3 separate regions of the Zea mays genome follow, and regions 2 and 3 are each linked to region 1. A link is a contact called in public Hi-C data. All regions are on one chromosome and are shown on one strand. Each heading gives the region's core, a stretch centred on a gene start, on an enhancer-like site or on the middle of the called end of the contact. The rest is flanking DNA. Distances are from core to core; before and after follow the strand shown. Region 1 holds the start of LOC100273218. Region 2 holds the start of LOC606475. Region 3 holds the start of LOC100191579.

Region 1 (3,094 bases), core at 176-2,675:
CAAATAATGTAAAGCATTATCCACCTAGGCCCTAGCTGAACGCTACTGTCTGATTAGACTATGGGAACATGACATGCATCTGAAATGGAGACATCTCTAACATAATTAAGTCACTTACAACTGAACAGACATGTAAAACTGTGCCAATCTAGATGAATACTCTGTTTAAGGACTTTTGACCTTGTTAGGTTGGTTAGTGATAGTCACAACTGAACTCACATAGTTACTCAAAGCACTTGACTTTTGAAGCATGATTATTCTTAACCTGCGACAAAATGACAAATCTGTTGCTGGATTATCTTCATTGAGAAGAGAACTCAACTGCCAAATCATTCTAGAATTTTGTAATAAACCTCAGGTATTGCAGCAAAAATAGTAACCAATACTATTACGACCCGTTTGGATCCCCTGAATTGGAATGCTTTTTCCAGTATCTTTGAGCAGCCAAGCAGGCATGCTCGATAGTGCTCCTTTAATGTTGTTGTGAACCCATGGTTGTCTAACAGTTACAAGGAACAGGTCAGATGCTTCCAATGACAGGGGCAGCAGCCAGCAGGCGAGTAAATAGTAGAATAAAATGGAATTGAACTTTCCACGTATCAAGCCATGAATTTTATCTTGCTCTGGTGGGCTTCACTGAATTGATTGGAATTGTCGTTTTAGTTCTGAACAGAGCCAAACAGACTGGCCAAACAATACGATTCTGTTTCAACCAAATTCCAGAGATGGAAGTTTGAGAAGCTCAGTTTCTCACTCCCTGTTGTGTGTTTTCTTACTGTCAATTCCACCTCAACTTCCAGTGATCATCCATGCAAGCAATTACCGGTACATGCAAGTGCGAACTTCGATTCATTATCAATGGGATAGAGATCCAAAAACCATACACTACTTAATACAGTCATTTGTGTGATCCGCCGCCACCAATTAGATGTCACATGAGCGCGCAACAAGCTCTATGGACAGCGCAGTGAATTCAATACAAGTACAACTTCACTAGACTGCGCCCTATTTAGTATTCTACTAGTTCCTCACACGAAACCCGCTGAAGTTATGCCTATCCAGGCATGGGCAGACGAGGAGGATGAAGAGGGCTCACCAGAAGCGGGAGGTACACACGAGCACGGCCCAGTTGTTGTTGTGCATCGCGTCGGTGGGCGATAGAGCCGCCGCCGCGGCGGCGAAGTAGAGGGAGGCGAGGAGTAGCGCCGTGACGATGGTGAGCGCGGGAGGGTGCCGCGAGGATCCGGGGCTCCGTCGGCCGAACGCCATGACAGCACCGGCGAAGGGCACGTCCGGGGCTGGGGAGTGGGCAGTGGGGAAGCTGCTGGTCGGAGATCAAGGAGGCGGGGCTCGCCAGGACCGGCGACGAGAGGCGAAACTGGAACCGCGCGGCGGACCGGCCGGGAGGTGGGCAGGCCCAACTCCAAGAGGACCGGAGCAGGCTGGTAGAAGGAGAGCGAGCGGCCCGTGTTGATAAGGAAGCGCGGAGCATCTCGTCCTCGGCGAGCAGGCCTGGGCCGGCTCGGACGACCACACGGAATGCGACGGGGAAAAAGACTACATAAACTTTTGACCATATATAATTCACCAGTTTAAACTTTACAAAATTCATCTAATCAAATCACTCTCACACACATAACCTCCATTAAATCAATAAAACAAACTGTAATCGGACTTAACACACTATCAAAATCAACGGTTTAGATCGGTGGATAACTCTCTCTCCCTTAAATTAAATGGACAATATTATTTAGATTATCAATTATCCTTCCCCCTCTCCTGTGTCCCCGCTGCCCCAGCCTTCCATCCCCCCTCCCCTGTCCCTGCCGCACCCTTCCCCTCACTCGCATCGTCGCTGCCACTGTTAACCCCTCCCCTCGCGCTGTCGTCATCGACCCCTCCCCTGGGATCGTAGTGTTAGCACAGGTTATATGCTAGTCCTTAAAACAGATGTTCAACTATTATCCTTACAATAGCATACACCCAACACTTTCTAGTGGTTTAATAGACCTATTCTGGTGACGTGGAGCACGACATGGAGTGGTTTTATCCGGCTGTAAGTGTGGCACCTTGGCCCACGCTTTCCACATCCTACAACACGCAATTATACGATAGACAGGAGATGAAGTGGTTCGTCTTCTCAACTTCTCATTTCCTCCTCTTTTGTCCTTGTTCCTCTATAGCCTTCGATGAAGCAAATTGGGAGTGGATGATCAGCGATGAGGTTGCTTGAGCAGAGTGCAACATGGCGTGGAGGTTGTAAGGAAAATGGACCCCGAGCCATTTGGTTCAATAGGTTTTGTTGTTTGATAATCAACATAACATGTGGACTAATGTGTTTGTTTTTGTAGTTCACATGATGTTAAAGTTACTTGGACTAAGGCATTGAGGAAAGCAACACCTTAAAAGAAGACATTATGAAGATCAAGTGAAGTCTAAGAAACAAAGGAAGTGTTGCCACGATGGACTATCTGGTCTGGCACACCGGACTGTCCGGTGCATCAGGGAACTGTAGCCCAACGACTAGTTCCTAGTGGCACTGGTGAAGAGAAGCCATCGGACTGTCCGGTGTGAACCCCGGACTGTCCTGTGTGAAAAGCCTACGCGCCAACGGTCACCTGCGGTGTCAGATCCAATGGCTAGGTGCACCGGACAGAGGCACCGGACTGTCCAGTGTGCCGCAAAGATTAGCAGCTTTTCTCCAACGACTATTTTGATGTTGGGGGCTATAAATACACCCCCAACCGGCCATTTCAAGGTGTATGAACCCAAGCAACATTCCAAGTCATAGTATAGACATTTCCAAGTGCTCATACATCGAAGTGCTTAATAGAATCACTCGGTGATTAGCGTAGGTGATTTGCGAAGTGCTTAGATTAATTAGACCGCTCTAGCGCTTGCTCTAGGTGAATCCTAGTTAGTTGAGTGAGTTTAGAAAAACCACACAACCCCTCGGCTCTTACGTGTGCCGTTGTAATTGTACCGAGTGGGGCAAGAGTCTTGCGAGATCGTGACAACCGAGTTTGTGTCACGGCCGCCACCGTGTACCGGAGGAAACGAGGCCCGTGGCGTTTTCGGCTGGAAGCTCGACAGT
Region 2 (3,094 bases), core at 337-2,836, 220 kb before region 1:
GTACACTTGGGTCCTCTCCTTACGTCTATAAAAGGAAGGACCAGGGCCCTCTTAGAGAGGGTTGGCCGCGCGGGGACGAGGACGAGACAGGCGCTCGCGTAAGGCCGCTCGCTCCCTCACCCGCGTGGACGCGTAATCCCCTACTGCAAGCGCACCCGACCTGGGCGCGGGACGAACACGAAGGCCGCGGGATTTCCACCTCTCTCACGCCCGACTCCGGCCACCTTTCTCCCCCCTTCGCGCTCGGCCTCGCGCCGACCCATCTGGGCTGGGGCACGCGGCGACATTTCACTCGTCGGCCTAGGGACCCCCCGGTCTCGAAACGCCGACAGCTAAATATACCGGACAAAACAGTTTACAGACTATTGTTGGAGACAATCTTATATTCTTCTACGAAGGCTCTTAGGCCCGGGCTATGTGCGAGCAGTGCACTTGCAAGCCTCAAAAAATTAAGAGTCCCAAAATTATCAGATTGTTCTAGTTTTAGGCAGCGGTGAAGCTAGAGCAAAATTAAGGATGGTGCATTTGACTTGTGGATACATAAGAATTTATTTTACGGGCGCATATATGGTAAAATTTTAACCAATTTTATAGATTTTATATTTTTTTGGGGTGCATTTGCATCCGCTACCTATAGTGTAGCTTGGTCCCTGGTTTTAGGGTTAGTTTCAGAATACCATTTTTCCAAAGGATTCCTACTTGGGAAAATATGAATCTCTTGGGAAAATGATGTTCCAAAACTAGCCCTTATAATCTTATACAACATATGTTAATATGCAACATCTATCTTCCTTCCTACCCTACCGTTGCGTCAAAGCGGAACAAAGAATGAATCTTCATAGGATTCTAATACATGTTCGCGTGCGTGAATGAAGTTTCTCTAAATTAAACCTACTAAATTTATATTTGTGTTATAGTATGACACAACAAATACATGATATTTAGTAGAATAGCACTCGCGATTAAAGCTATGGAGAAGATTGAATATAAACATATTGTAGAATATATTATTTAAAAACCCACCAAAAACGATGTTATTCAAATAAAATAGATATTTTCTTTATATATTCTATTACACTATATGTTATTGCAAGTTTTAGTTTGTTATTGATTATTTTAAATAAAAATATTAGATCCTACTATTTTAGATTTAGAACATGGCTTTCAAATTTTCATGTCCCAATATTGGTCTTGTTTGGTACAACTTATTTCAGATATTTTTTACAGATTTAAGCAAAAGATGGGCGTTTTTATAGTAGCTTATCAGTTTAATTGTTTCTCGTAATAAATCAAAAGTATAAGTAGAAACTTCAATAAATCTTTTCCTTAAAAAAAAACAGCAGTTGTATTTGTACACAACTACACCATAATTCCAACGATCCTGCCCAAGCCCGTGCACGGTGCAGCCCTTTCCGTGTGGGCCTAGCAAATCGGCCCACCTGTCCTTGAGTCACACAAATCACGTCACCAGCTGGACACTTGGTTGGCTTCCACGAAAGCCACGGCACTGGCACCGCGCGCGGTTTCCCGCTGCCACCGACTCGTGGGACCGGCCGGCGCTGCCCTTTGACCCGCCTCGACGTCGGTGCCTCGCGTCCCTTCCTCTCCCACCGATCAGGCGAACAAATACGCACGCGAACGCAAAGAAAAAAAAACTGTTGTTTTGTTCTTGCGGAGACGAGACGAGACGAGGCGACGCGAGGTAGGTTTTCGGACCCCTCTTCTCAATCCCCTCACGTTTCGTTTCGTTTTGTTTGGGTTCTTCCGCCGTCGATCCTGACGAGATCGTTTCCGTCCTCTCTGCCGACGCGCCGCCGTCTGCCAGTCGCGAGGAGTCGAGGAGGATCGGGGCTCAGGTACACACGTCCGTCTCCTTCCCTTGTTCGTATCATCGTGGTTGGGTCTGTTGGATTTGTTGCTTTTGACGGCATCACGCGATCGGTTGTTTTTGCTGGATTTTTTTTTGTTATTCTTGCCCGCGAGGGTTGGATCGATCTGTAGGGATTTGGATGCAAAACGTTGCCAATACTCGTTGGTTTGGCTGCCGTCTCTCTCGTGCTCTCCTCTCCCGTTGTTATCCTCGTTTGCGCGCGGGAGGTTTTTGGGACCGGGGTTGAGGGGGCGTGTCCTTGAGATTCGTGCGGCCGATGATTAGTCGACAGCTATGGCATGGCATCTGATACGAGGGAATCTGGGGGCTTTTGCCGCCGTGAGCCGTGGAGGAAATCTGAAGGTTTCAGTAGTGCTCTTTGTCTTTCGGGAAATGGGTCTGTCAGACTGTCTCCATGGAAAATATGGGCAGTGGAAAATACTTTCCTTGGAACTGTAGATGACACTGTTTGATACTGTTAGTTTGAAATAGAGGATAGAATAGGGGATGCTTAGTTACAAGGTTGTGATGGACTGTCTGTTTCTGCATTATCTGAAATTATGCTATATGACTGTATTTGACCATTATTATGGTCCCATTGCATGAGTCATTCAGTTGAGTTGTGCCATCATGCTGCGCACCGTTCTGGTCTTATCTACCCAAACTTCATACATCATTTGCTTTGATGTCCCTGATGGGCCACCGTGCAATAGAGATCTTTATGTGCACCTCTATGATGCAATGCAATGCGATGTACACAATCACTGAATCTGCATCGAGACTACACAAGAAAGCTGGTCAGCTAAACTGGCTGACTGACTGACTTTATCCTCGTCGAGGACCGATTACGTCACGAAGAAACTACAGGATGGCAAGTGTGCTGCATGAACACACCACACATGCCGCACTCGATGGCCTGTGCATAGAATCTGTAACAATATAATTAGAGTCCATGCAACGTTGAACCTATTATATTGCTCTCTGTCTTAGGTAGTGCCCATCTGTGGCCCACTCGTGTGCCGCCTCGTTGCTTTGTGGCTCAGTCAGGCAAGCAGCACAAAAGGGAACGAAACAACCAATATATACGTTAATTGTTTGGATTCATGTCAGTGAAGGAGTACAAGCCGGAAAGAGGTGCTCTGCATGGTCTTTGGAATCCTAGATACAAAGATATAGCATGCAAGTGCACCTAATGATTCATTTTATAGGAAGGAGAGCGTACTT
Region 3 (3,094 bases), core at 328-2,827, 170 kb before region 1:
AGTCATTTACCCGATAATTTTTCAGGCCATCATGATCAACAACTTGAAGTTTAGTGGCAGCAGACCGCTCCTTGTGATCAAACAGTGTACTCGAAAAGCATGATGGGCCCATAGAATGGCGAGCACTTGCCAGATCAAGCCATCCTTGTATTCATATTACAGTATGGTGGGAACAGGCAAATATAAATTTCACTGTATCTCAATCCAAAAATAAAAAAGAATCAGGTGCTACCTGCAAATCTGCAACTCTGGGAGACACATGCAGCAAAAGTACACCAAAACTGGAGATCTAAAATCTAGTAGTGAGCTCGTAACCAGATGCCAATGTGAGTTTATTAATGACAAAAACAACTAATCTCAAACTCAAACTAAATTAGTCTTCAATACTCCGAGTCAAAGATCATATCGCATTCGAGCACTGTGATTTACCGTGAAACATTACTACCTACTATTTAGTTACCATGATTGGATTATCCTCCTCTTTCTGGTTATAAACGCAGAGAACTTAAATCATCTGAAAGAACATATAGGAGGGATGAGAATAGTCACAGGAAAATAATGCAAGAAAACTATATACACACCTCCTTCCTCCCGCCAGCACGGTCAGAGAGCATACTATGACAGCCTCAAATCCTACAGTGTTAAGGAGAGTCACTAAGTTACTTAACATCTTTTTTCGAAAGAATATTCATCCATGTACTGTGTAAATATGAAATAACACGCAGAGAGTAAGGAGCGAAGAACGTTAACTGTAACATGGGGGGGGGGGCAAAGTAATTTTTTGGAGGTGGGGTGATTCACTTTTCACGCCGAAGACAAGACACAGACCTTAGAGGAGAAATATGGTTGCGGTTTAAGGCGCCCAACGAATCCAAAAATCTAAGATGCGAATCGTAAGAAGCGACTAACAGATCCAATAAATGTGAAGCAGAAGGAACTAGATCTGCTAGAAGGACAAAGTATCGGGAAAAAAGAAAACATGCCTTTTTCTAACCTGGCAAAAACGTAGGAAGACGAAGTGGCTACAGATAGACAAGACGGAGGGAGTAAGGACGAAGAGGAGCGTGGCAGAAAGAATAATGAGAGGCGATTACAGTGGAAGACTACTGGTCGACCGATGCAAGCTGCAGAGGATCGACGGAGGGAGTGAGGAGAAAGAGAGACAGAACAAAACGAGCGAGGGTGGGTGGGAAGTGAGGAGGAAGAGAGACGGAGCAAAACGAGGGTGGGTGGGAAGTGAGGAGGAAGAGAGACGGAGCAAAACGAGCGAGACGAGGCTGACGCTAGCGTCACTTGGAAGTCTCTAGAGGCGATAAGTACGAGGGGCGTATGAGAGAGCAAGGAAGATGGACTAATGATCCATCATCGAACGGCTACAAAGTTTTCTGACGACGTGAATGAGCTAGTAGGCGCCGTCCGTTAATAATAAGGAAATATGTTGTTAATATAGATGTTTAATGTATAAAGGAAAAAATGAGATATCGAAAAAAAAATATTTTACGCGAGGACGGATAGGACATTCGGCGTTCCTAGGTACCCCGCTGCTTCCGTGCTCACCTCGCCTGCAGGGCCGCAGCCGCTGGAAGAACACGAAGACGACGGGAGTGCGGGGTGGCGTCGCCGCTGGAGCACCAGCTGTAGCCGCCGGCTAGGCCTCCGCGCCGCTCTCCGTGGCCAACGCGCCGTCATGCTTGCGGCGTCGGCGCGGCGGCTGTCCGCCGCCGCCTCGTTTTCCTCTTCTTCCATGCGCTCCAGCCAGCTCGCCGCCGTACTGAACCAACAGGTTAGGCGCGTCAATTGGGACGTGGGTGGATCTCATATGATGATAGCCATGTTTTATAGTAGTGGCGCTGGTGATGAACTGAAATCCTGAAGCGGTATATTTCTTATTTTGTTGTCTGGTTGCAGAGGTGGATGCACGACAGGAACAAGAAGGCGATGGAGCTGGTGGCCAAGGGATGGAGTGCGCTCCAGGAGGTCGACCGCGTCATCGACTACGCCGATCTCAACGACAAGCGCCTCATCCCGCTTCTAAGGGTACGGCTTAGGGTTTATCTTCTTTCCGCTCCCATTTTTCTGCAATGAGATGAGGGAACACCTAATCCGTCAAAAAAAAGGTTCACTTATTGTAGCCTAGTTAGTTGAATTTTGTGATATCTCCAGCATTGACAGAGAACTTGGGGGCAACGAGTTCTCTTCATATTCCGTGAATTAGGCCTTGTTCGTTTGTGCCGGATTGGTGGGTCGGAACGATTCCTAACCGGATTGCTTCTCTAATTTATATAAACTTTAATTAACTGGAACGATTCCGGGTACAATCTGATAGAAACGAACAAGGCCTTAATCGGCTGGAGTTGTGTAGTGGAGATATTCCACTAGATCACACTGATCTTGTTCTTTTAACCGGCTTAACTTTTTTAAGTTGAACCTCTCATGGCCACCTGCTTGACAATGTTTTTTAACTAATGGTCTTAACATCTTGTTTTACATAACTTTCTTCATGTGTAAAGGGCGCTAAGGAAAACTTTGAGCTGGCTTTGGAGATTGACAATGGTAATACACATGCGAGGTATTGGCTGGGAAAAATGCATTTCAAGTATCATGTTCCTGGTGCTTGCAAGGCAGTGTGAGTAACTCTACTTGTAACTATAATGTAGTGCTGATTTTTTGCATTTAAATTATATTGCTGCTATATTCTGTTCTATAGCTTCCAGGCACATGGAAATGCACGAAAATAGTTTCGTCAATGCTTTTGTTGTTGTTTTGACAACTCTTTTACATATTCCTTTTAAGTTGATCGAGTCCTAAACCATTGATGAGTGTACGGTAGAAGTATTATGTATTATCAGCTTTATGGTTTCAGAAACTTGATATTGATTATGCATCTTACATTAGCAAGCATGCTTATTTGCTGCTATATGATACCACTATGTATCATATATATGATAAATATGTTAGGCTTCTAGGATTGTGATTTTTTTTTCTGGAATACGCAGGAGAGCTGCGCATCTTTCTATTAATAGAAGAATAAGAAAGGGGGAGAGAACCCCATTACAGCACACACACCCCAACACTAGAGACTAACTAAGGATCA

The links. Hi-C and Micro-C count contacts between places; a contact is called where the count stands out from the background.
Region 2: a Hi-C map of tassel shows a contact between it and region 1, with 4 times the contacts expected there. The contact joins the promoter of LOC606475 here to the promoter of LOC100273218 in region 1. A contact is called at or near these places in 2 of 25 Hi-C or Micro-C datasets (bundle sheath and tassel).
Region 3: a Hi-C map of endosperm shows a contact between it and region 1, with 2.3 times the contacts expected there. The contact joins the promoter of LOC100191579 here to the promoter of LOC100273218 in region 1. A contact is called at or near these places in 4 of 25 Hi-C or Micro-C datasets (ear, endosperm, leaf and 1 more).

What each region holds. Positions count from the first base shown.
Region 1 is chr4:240,601,185-240,604,278 of Zm-B73-REFERENCE-NAM-5.0, forward strand. LOC100273218 reads right to left here and starts at 1,426. Exons shown (of 10, transcript NM_001147660.1): 1 at 1,097-1,426. The coding sequence starts at 1,269.
Region 2 is chr4:240,378,068-240,381,161 of Zm-B73-REFERENCE-NAM-5.0, forward strand. LOC606475 reads left to right here and starts at 1,587. Exons shown (of 5, transcript NM_001309486.1): 1 at 1,587-1,702; 2 at 1,826-1,856.
Region 3 is chr4:240,429,826-240,432,919 of Zm-B73-REFERENCE-NAM-5.0, forward strand. LOC100191579 reads left to right here and starts at 1,578. Exons shown (of 8, transcript NM_001137009.1): 1 at 1,578-1,783; 2 at 1,909-2,037; 3 at 2,511-2,626. The coding sequence starts at 1,688. It also overlaps the pseudogene LOC100533160.